Linked DNA regions of Zea mays: region 1 is linked to region 2. The links are chromatin contacts, called in public Hi-C maps. All regions are on one chromosome and are shown on one strand. Each heading gives the region's core, a stretch centred on a gene start, on an enhancer-like site or on the middle of the called end of the contact. The rest is flanking DNA. Distances are from core to core; before and after follow the strand shown.

Region 1 (4,979 bases), core at 1,859-4,358, 130 kb after region 2:
TCCTCCTCCGTAGGTGTTGGCGTGTCATCAGAGGTGTTCTAGTGCACAGCGGACGATCCGGACTCAAGGGTCGGACGGTCCAGACTCGAGGGTAGGACGGTCCGGCTTTTATAGCCGGACGTCTGTCGTACCTACAGAGAGCTGTAAAGCTGTTGTCTTGTTTTCTGTCTTCGTGGTCGTTTGATTTACTTCAATGGCCTTTGGCCTCCACCTCTTTTGCGGTGGTGGGTACTGCGAATGTGTATCATTAAATATTTTTTCTGCCTCTTTTTCCTTGCTCTTCTTTGCTTAATATTTCTTGAAACGACTGAACCAATAACATAAGAAATGTCTAAGAAAACCTAGAAAAATGGCATAAACAATAATAACTTAATGTTTTCTAAAAATGGCTTAATATTTTTTTGAAATGACTTAATATTTTCTGGAATGACTGAACCAATAAGATAAGAAATAGCTGAGAAAACCCACAAAAATGGTTGAAAACAATAAATAACTTAATATTTTCTAAAAAATGATTTAATATTTATTAGAATCACTTAATGTTGATTAGAATGACTTAGGGCGTGTTTGTGACCCTGTCCCTGGCCAGCTCGGCCCGTTCAATTGGTCCAGGCTGAGGCTAGCCTGTCCCGGCTACTGCAACTCACTTTGTTTGCGCACTTGTACCATATGAGCCTGGCTCAGACGAGCTGGTGTTTGTCACCCAATATGCAGCCAGGCTAGAAGACCAAAACTACCTAAACGCGGAATCCTTGCGCCACGAGCAGTCAGGCTCCCAGGAAATGGACCTTGAGCTCGTTTCTGTGGAGCCAGACTGAGAGGCTCAATTTGCACGCGCACAGCCTGGCTCCCGAGCCAGCAGGCGACGCAAACACAGGAGTTGCAGCCCGAGAGCGCAGCCAGGCTGCTGGGCCATGGCGGCAAACACGCCCTTAATGTGCCGTGGGCGTAGGGCGGAGCCGTGCAAGGCGTGAGCCACGCGGGCGCAAGCCGGGACTGGCCAAAGCCGCACGAGGGCAGAGCCGCGCCGGGCGCGCGTCAGGACGGTCCGTGTGATAGACGATCATCATTTCAGGGCGGGCGATGATAACCTTACGAATAGCTTATCAATATTGAGCTACAACAATCACTATATCGATTTATACTAAATTATGAGATTACAATAACTATTTTCTAAGTAATTTAGTATAATAGTATGATAAATGATAGCACGAATTATAGTATAACACGTATCGTCAATATGTATTTATTTTCTCATGAATTAAGATAACTATATAGTACTTTATTTTATGGCCAACCATATATTAGCCTCCACATACGATTGTTTTGAGTTTTTTTTGTAATTTTTAGGAAGGGTGTGCCGTAACGGTTTTAGAGGCCATAGGCTTTGAAATAGTGTTTAGGAAACGATATATCATGGTTCATATCTCACGCAAACCATAGAAGCATTTCTGCCATATTTTTATGTATATTAACACTTAACTTCTATGTATATTTACTTTTAACTGACTAAACTTTAGTCACAATAAACAGTTTGTTTTAATACTATCGGAGCAAAAGGCCAACAAATGTAGCAAAAAGCAGTTGAGCCGATTGCTGCAAATCGTGTTGTTCTCTCCTTGGTTCTATTTGGCCAATCGATTTATTTTGAGGAAGAAGTCAAAACCGTATTTTTTATTAAAAAAAACATAAGTGATGACTCCTTGCTTCAGCTCCGAGTCCTACTACCAGACACACACCATAGCCTCCTCTACTGACTGAGCTCAGAGAAATGTCTCCAGTGTTGACACAATCCAACGTGGAACGTCCTAGTGGCTATATCGAATCTCAGGCTATCTGGCGGATCTAGAATTTTTATATAGGGTGTGCCATAACAAAATTTTTATGTAGAATTCTATCTAATGTACATATAATTTTATACTAAATTTGGTAACAATTTGATATATAGATATAAAGTTTAACACTCAACAAATAAGCATGAAAATTGCATACATTAAACATAAAGATTGCAATAATACTATTTATCTGGTCTGCGCTTCCTCAACGCCAAAATAATGGTAGTGAATCAATAATCAATAAGACAAAAATCAACACACATTGCGTTAGACAAAATTCAAAAAAATGAAAAAGTTCTGCGACACAGATTTCATAGCCAGAAAAAGGCCCTTGGCAAAAAAAATCCGGTTGCACTTGCACACGAACACATCAACAAAACTCTATCCATTAATCCATACAGCCATGCAAGCAACAACTGGAGGACAGGATGGCTACCTCTTCAACATTCGTGACGTCTCCTCAAGGCTCAAGCAGACAAGCTAGCAGTCAAGCTCCTCTTCCGGCCTTCCGCGGTTCCGCCAGACTAGTTCTACGGTAGCAGGTTCAGCACAGCACGCCATCAAGGGTCAAGCAGCCAAGCAGGTTCAGCGCGGCAGCGCGCTCGACTCTAGCGAGGAGCCGAGGACTCGCCGGCTTGCGCGCAGGAAGGTATAAGGCAGCCGCCAGCCCGCCGTCAGGAACAGCCCGCCAGGAAGCCGAACCGATCGGAGAGAAGACGAGAAGTTGGAACGGCTGTCGGGCGTCGCGTCGGCCAAATGGGATGGCTGGGTGGGGTCCCTGGTGGGCCTGGCTTAGGGTGTGTCAGGGCCCACCTGGACCCCCCGTGGGTCCGCCCCTGCTATCCGCACTCATACTACTCTAAATTTCTACTCTAAAAGGAATATTCTATCCCCGTCAGCAGTCATGTTTACTCTATATCACAATCCTCTGCAGTCATGTTTACTCTATATCTCAACTCTATACCAACTATCACATATTATATTATTTCTTTTCAATTTCTCTTTCATTTCCCATCCCAACTGCCACGTTCTTGCACATTTTTTTTGGAAGTGGAACGACGGAGAGGGAAGAGGAGCAGAGAGAGATATGCAGTGCGTAGCGCAGAAGCTCAATACGATGCTAGATATAGCGTTTCTCTTGCATGCTCCAAGTTTACAGTCCTCGATAAAGTACGTGGCTGCGGCGTATTTTTACTGGAAATGAAACCGAATCTGGATAGCGTATCGTTTACCGTTCAGGAGTGCAGATAGCCTCAAGGCAGCCTTCCTCGTCACTTCCGCAGCGACACAATCCAAGGGCCCGTCCGGCAGTGGCACACCAACCCGCCGCCCCGCCACGGGCGCGCGCGCGAACACTGGGCCCCACCTGGCAGCAATTCGCCCCCGGCCCCCATACAAATATCCGGCGCGTCGCGGCGTCGGCGTCGGCGTCGTTTACCAGTCTTCTCACCCGGTCGCCGGTCTTGAGCGACCGCCTCGCTACTTCCTCCTACCGGCGCAGGCACACGGTTTCCGCGCCAGCAAGGGGTGCCCACCGCAAAGATCCGATCGATCAGATCAAAAGGGAATTCCTGAAAAGGAGAGAGGAGCACCCTTCCTCGCCATTTCCGTCCAAGTGTTTTCCCGAGGAGTCGTGCGTGCCTGCTGGCGCTGGGGCGGCTGGACGGGAGCATTGCTGGCCGCGGCGGAGCCCGGCGCTCGAGTCCCTTCTCTCCTCTCCTCTCCTCTCCTCTGCGGTGAGTACTCGCCTAACATTCCTGGAACTCCAAGACCCGGTTCCCAGCTGCGCGTTCCGGCGATTGGTAGCGGTTCGGATATTTGGTGCGTGGTCGGATTGCTGCCTGTCTGGTCTGTTTTTTTCGGGTGATTGCAGAGTAGCATAGATAAGCTTTATGGCATGATCGCTGAGCGGAACTCCAGCGGCAGTCCTGAAAACAGTCCCGCAAAGATTCATTGCTAAGCTGTTTTTTTTAGCAATCTTCTGTGGGATAGGATTGGCACGGTTTTGATGGCGAGCTTGACCTGTGAAGACTAAAACAGTGAAGCTACAGTGTTGCCACTGACCTTTTTGAAATGCCTAAAGTTGTAGTTTTCCTCTAATTGGGAACAGACACCCTGCCTGTTATGCCATTTGAGGCATGTTGGATCCTCATGTGCTTCCTTCAACCTTGTTCTGGTGCTGTGGTGCATGATCAAACTACCTGCTCCTCTCTTCTTTTTCCAGTTTGATCTTTCGCTTTCCGTCCTGTTTGCCTGCCTATGTTTCAAACACTCTGTACTAATCAGTACAGAGTACAGACGTACAAAATCTACAGAAATACTAGTTTTTTGCCCCCATTTTTTAGTCATATATGAATCTGTACAGCACCTCCAGTTGTATTATAATAAATGCATGATCATTTTGTACTTGCCAGGCAAAGTACAAGGGAAAACTGTGTCTGCGTTCACAAGCAAACTCTTCTTCTTTACACTAAAAAAACTCACCTTTTGGTTTACATAGAGAGTACATGAACATCCCTTGTTCTTACCAAATGACTGTATTGTGGATTATTTGATGATAGAACATAGAAGTATGTCAATTGTCAGTTCATGTTGTACTACGAGTATCTAATTTTGTTTCTCTTTCAAAGCTGCTAAACTGAGGCTTTATTGTTTTTTTTTCTGTTTTGACTGAACCTATGAGAAGGGGGGCAGCCTTTTATTTGACAACGGTATAAAGAAATCAAGTACAAATGAAGAGGCACATCTCTGCCCAGTATTTGATGACTGAAGATAGGTAGCAGTATGGTAGCTGCTACAATTGCGGGAATGTTTCTTGTGTGTTTTGAGTCCCTCTGCACCTGTTTTGGCACAAAAAGGAAAGATGAAAGCGAAGACCATGTTCTTGCAGAACATTCCAATTCCTGTAAGTCATAAAGTGACGTTTCACTCATCATGTTGAAACCTGTCACAACAGCAAAGCAATGGCTAACCTGTTTGTGAGGACAAAGTTCATACTAGAAAACAGGAGATGTGCTTGGTATTTCTGGTTGTATAAAACACTCACCGTCAATTGTGGCATTGCTTTTGTTTGTTTTCAGTGAGTTCTTATCAAATGAGGTCGGTTTCTGATAGAATTTCTGCAAGCTCGCTTCGAGCACCTGC
Region 2 (5,212 bases), core at 1,024-3,523:
GTTATCTCTTGTAATTTCAAGGAAGGCTTTGACAAAATACCAATTGATCTTTCGCCTATTGTTCCACTGCAAGCATGTTAGTCGCCAGCTGTGTGCAGCATGGCAAATACAACAAGTATGAATGAACCCTTTTCCTCCTGCAAAACCAGTTTAACATTTTTGTGTACGCCAACTTTGACTGGATATTAACTCTTGGACAGGCATTCCGGTCTGTCAAGATTCTAGGGACACCAATTCTGCGGTCATCAATTCTTTGTCGTAGCATGCTCAAGTTTGTAAATAGCCTTTTGCATTATCTAACATTTGAGGTAAACCATACATATCAGCATGCTAAACTATTCTTTTGATCATGCTAAACCACAGATAACACCATGCATTGTCTGACGTTTGAGGTAAACCATACATGTTGGGCAAGTTCTAAACTATTCATTTGGTCCCAGGTTCTTGAACCAAATTGGCATCTGATGCATGACCGCCTTCAAACAGCAAGGAGCATAGATGAGGTTTTGCACTTCTTTTTTTCAATTTGGGGTGTTTTTTGCAAAAAAAAAACTGCGATGCTAACCGTGCGGAATGCCTTACCTTTTGATGTTAATACTGCTTGCAGGTTATCCAGATCCATGATTTCTTCCTCCAGAAGTGTCTAAAAGAATGCTTGCTGTTGTCGCCTGAACTCCTTGTGGTGTGTCCTTTTACCCTTTCTCTTAAAACTAAAAGAAAAGAAGATAAAACAGTAACTTTTGGTTGATAGCTTTTTCTTGGTACCATTCAAGATTTTTTTTTGAAAGAATCAATTCTTATCATTGTTCTATTTATTTGCATTCACAGAAAGTCGAGAAGCTGAAAGGTTTATGCCTTCAGTATGCCACTTCCATCCAGATCTTGATGCCATCTATCGATGTCGCTAACTCTGAGAACACATCGAAGTCTAGGAAGTCAAGATCAAGAATCGATAAATCACAGGACAGAGACCAGCAGCTGAAACTAGCATCAGAGAATGTTGTCATGTCAGAGTCGATCCTGTACGTATCCGCTCCTCTATCTACCCTTGAAACGCTGGTATTAAATTAAGTTCCACCCATCTAACATCGCATTGGTCTTGGCTGGCTGCAGGAAATTTGAAGCAGCGTTCAATTCAGAGCTGCAGAGTCTTGCTCCTACGCTGAGTAACAGTTCACAAGCGGAGCCGTACGTGACTCATCTCGCACAGTGCATTCTTGGCGTGCGAATCGGCCAATGAGTTATTTGATGGGCCGTACCCATACCTGCCTGCCTTCATTTGGACTTTTGGCACAATGCCATACTCTATGTGCGCCGCTGCAGTCAAGGTAGGTGCATATCCGTTTCTTGTGAATGCTAATGTGGAGCTACGACGCGTTTAGTGACCCTAGGGTGGTGTCGGGAGCCTTGTTATCTTGAGCTCGAACCTTGCTGTGTGTTTATCAGCTGCGACTCAGCATTTCGTGCTGTTGATATCTGACAATAGCAATGTGTGGTTGTGTTGTGTTGTGTTGTGAGACTCAGATGTAAGCTTTGTGGAGTTCATTTCCACGTGTGTGGGAAAAGTGTTTGGTTTGAATCGAACTGGGCATTGGTATTCCACGAGAGTTGGTTAGCGGCCAGTAATGTAATAGTAAATATCATGCTATTAAGCTAATTTAAGTTGATGAAATCCAAATAAAGCAACTCCAAGAGTCTAGTTATAAATCCTAGCCAATTATAGAGTTTTATGGACGACTCTTTAAAATAGATAACTTCTTCAAGGTGGGGTTAACCAACAGATTCTCTAAATTTAACTTTTCACATCCACTTATTGCACCTGCCGCCACCAGGACTGTCGTCGTGACATGCAGCTGTAGAACACTACCTGTGATGCCGAGCCAGATGAAGAAGCGAGTATGAAAGCCATGGCGCTTTTCATTTTTTTTACCGAGCAAAGGCACTTCACCGAGTCTCTTGGACTTCTCTAAAATCCGGTCCATGCGCGGTAACTTTAAGTTGGGTCCACCTCCACACGAATCAGCACGATAGTGCGTAGTGGCAGGCTGCCAAGCTCAATCAAGGATTCTGGACTCAGCATGCCAGTCTCCTCTCGCGGCCCTGTTGTTTGCCGGAAATCCGCTCGGGGACCCCGCGCGCACTAGCCATTTTTGCGCTCTACCTCCGCACCAACCATCCGCGGTTAGTTCACTTCCCACACTCCCCCACGCCACTGTTTCAGTGTTCCCCTCACCACCCGAGCCCCACCACCAGTCCACCACCACCACCGGCCCGTGCCCCAGCCACAACAAGGCGAAATCAGGGGTGGTCACGCCGAGCGACTACGCGAAGACGCAGTCGGCGGGGGCGAAGATCTCCCAACCCACATTGCGCGCGCGTCTACGCCCGAGGATCGATGGTTGGCGGCGGGGGGCGCCGCGCGGCGCTGGGGCGCTGGTGCCTGGTGATCCTGGCCGTGGCCTCCGCGCTAGGGGTCTCTGGCCCCGCCTTCTACTGGCGCTACAAGAAGGGCTTCTCCTCCTCCTCCCCCTCGTCCACCGCGGCGGCGGTGGCTTCTTCCCCGTCGTGCCCTCCCTGCAGCTGCGACTGCCCGGCGCCCCTTTCCCTCAAGTCCATCGCCCCAGGTGATCTGTCCTGTTCAGACCCTCTTTCCAGATCTTCCTACAGTTCTCGCCTGATCAGTGTCGGTACGCATGTCTACCCATAATTCGTTAGGTAAAACAAAAAATAATAATCTGTATTTTGGTCGGGACTAGGGTCATCAGATGAACGCCATAGCATATGGTACAGCTGACGCATGCATATGGGTAGCAAATAAGCTAGTTTTAGTTGCTGTGTCTAATCGTCTATGATGAAAACTCCCAGTTGCAGCTATGTCCACATTACTGACAGGAATTTGTGTTTATTGCAGGGCTTGCCAACTTCTCAATAACAGGTTTGGGTCCTTCCTTCACAGTTCACACTCCTGTCAATTGAGGCATGGGTTTCCTCATATTTGGATGAGCATAGTGGTTATCTTATGATAGAATGGCAGCAATCGTCATGGATCACTGTGTTCTTTACTTACTAAACTGAACAATTCGTGAAGCTGCCTTCAGTAGTTCAGTCACTATGATGATGCATGGGGTGATTTATAGACCTTATGGAACCTTCTACTTGGGTTATTCTTCACACTACAAAAAATGCACGAGCAAAATAGTTCTTATGAAATGAAAGTAAAATTATGTGTTGAATTCTGAAAATTCACATTCTTAATCATTTAGCCTCAAATTGTCTTATGTGAAAAGAAAAGCTGAACACTAGAATTCTAGCCTATCAAGTATGTTAAGTGCTGCATATCTTTAAGAGTTGGATTTTATAATTAGGTGCGGAACTACAGAGATTTGTCTAATGATGCGATCTACTGAAATACCTACTGTAGGCTTCTTAAAAGCATCCTGTTGTTGAGAAAAAAATATCTTTTTCTTCATCTTGGTTTGCATTTCATAAGTCTTTGGCATCAGGCTATTACCCTAACAATATAGCATAGATGAAAGTTAGTTGTGATTAGACCGTGTCCAGCAGTTCACCCATATGGTCGCCCAAAAAACTATTTTGCACTGTAGACCGCACTGTTCACAAAGTGGAGTTTGAATATAGGTATGGGGATGAGTAAGCTGCTGAAGATAGCCTTAGTATGTGTTGACGTTCATAACATCCAATGAAGCTCAGAGATTGTTCTTCCATCCAACTAGATTTGGCATTTTGGCACTTTTTAGATTTGGACGGTATATTTGCTTCATCAAGGTTGCACAAATCTTCCTCACTATGCTGCACCATTAGTTCTTGTGCTTTTGTATCTCATAGCCACCCAGTTTTCCAGAACAGGAATTGTCGAAATATTTGAATCACCTTATTTGCACTGTTTTCTATGTCTACCTTTTTCTTTCAATGCACACTTTCCTGACCTTATTATTGCTATTATCAAAATATTAGGCTAACTGAACTAAAACTTTAAAGTTTGTGTTGAAATATGCAGATTGTGGGAAAAACAACCCTGAGCTTGCCAAAGAGATGGAGAAGCAATTTGTCGATCTTCTTAATGAGGAACTCAAGCTGCAGCAGGTTGTAGCTGAGGAGCATAGTCACCACATGAACGCCACTCTTGTCGAAGCAAAAAGACAAGCTACTCAATACCAGCGAGAAGCCGAAAAGTGTAATGCAGCTACAGAGACCTGCGAGGAAGCTCGGGAGCAGTCTGAAGTAGCAATTTCAAAGGAGAAGAAACTCACAGCAATGTGGGAACAGCGAGCTCGGCAACTGGGTTGGCATGATTCTCGAGCCACGAGCATGTGACAGCTTTAGTTCTGAATTTTCAGGTGAAATTATTTCTGGTAGCTGCATGGGTTATGCCTTGCAGCCAAACCAACCGGCGACGTTTGTCTATGTAATATCAGTTTCCACGACAACATTGTTAATTTTGAGTCTCAACATTATAGTTCCAGCTTCCTTACAAATGTGACTAGCTTGCTGCCGCCTAGATATCTGAATTTTGTCATAGTACTGTTGAAAGCCATTTTATTAAGGACATGTTTGTTTTTCTCCTAGATTATATAACCTGAATTATGACGAAAGAGTAAGAGGGTAAAATATCACTTTGAAAGCACAAATAAGCTGAACTAAACTACTCAATGCCAGCTTATTTATAGTTCTAAAGTGATATTTTTACCCTTCTACCCTTACACCATAATCCAACTTATATAATCTAGAAGGGAAACAACAGATCTAAGTGCTGATTTGGTGACAAAAGAATCACTGGGGATGGAAGAGGGTTAAAGGAGAAATAAACTAATTTTCCTCTCAATCCCATCTAATTCTCCCGTGATCTCTGGTCACTAAAACAGCCCTAAGTGTTGTGGTTGTGGTTTAATGCCGAATTGTTGGAGAAACTTAATTCAAATCTGGATACAGGATGTACAGAGTCTTGATCTATAGCATCAATCTGGCGGTACAGCTTACTTGTTGGGTGACGGAAGTACCTTCGGAATATAATTGTTGTATGTGTTGACATATTGATATATTCTTGTGGGTCGAAGGCCTATTTGTTATTATATAATCCAGCTTAAATAAGTTAAAAGATAAACAAATAACATATATTATTGGATGAAGATACCTAGATTATAATAATCTATGAGCAGATTAATAAGTGCTTATATAATCCATAAGCTAGATT

The links. Hi-C and Micro-C count contacts between places; a contact is called where the count stands out from the background.
Region 1: a contact with region 2 is called in a Hi-C map of leaf, with 4 times the contacts expected there. The contact joins the promoter of LOC103641821 here to the promoter of LOC100194145 in region 2. A contact is called at or near these places in 2 of 25 Hi-C or Micro-C datasets (leaf and tassel).

What each region holds. Positions count from the first base shown.
Region 1 is chr10:131,329,004-131,333,982 of Zm-B73-REFERENCE-NAM-5.0, forward strand. It overlaps LOC103641821 (calmodulin-binding receptor-like cytoplasmic kinase 3), which reads left to right and starts at 3,109. Exons shown (of 7, transcript XM_008665146.3): 1 at 3,109-3,571; 2 at 4,522-4,740; 3 at 4,916-4,979. The coding sequence starts at 4,620.
Region 2 is chr10:131,201,352-131,206,563 of Zm-B73-REFERENCE-NAM-5.0, forward strand. It overlaps LOC100194145, which reads left to right and starts at 2,274. Exons shown (of 3, transcript NM_001139196.1): 1 at 2,274-2,624; 2 at 2,912-2,935; 3 at 4,019-4,996. The coding sequence starts at 2,396. The coding sequence ends at 4,335. It overlaps LOC100274060, which reads left to right. Exons shown (of 21, transcript NM_001148439.1): 16 at 1-115; 17 at 201-308; 18 at 441-503; 19 at 608-682; 20 at 829-1,022; 21 at 1,114-1,504. The coding sequence ends at 1,240.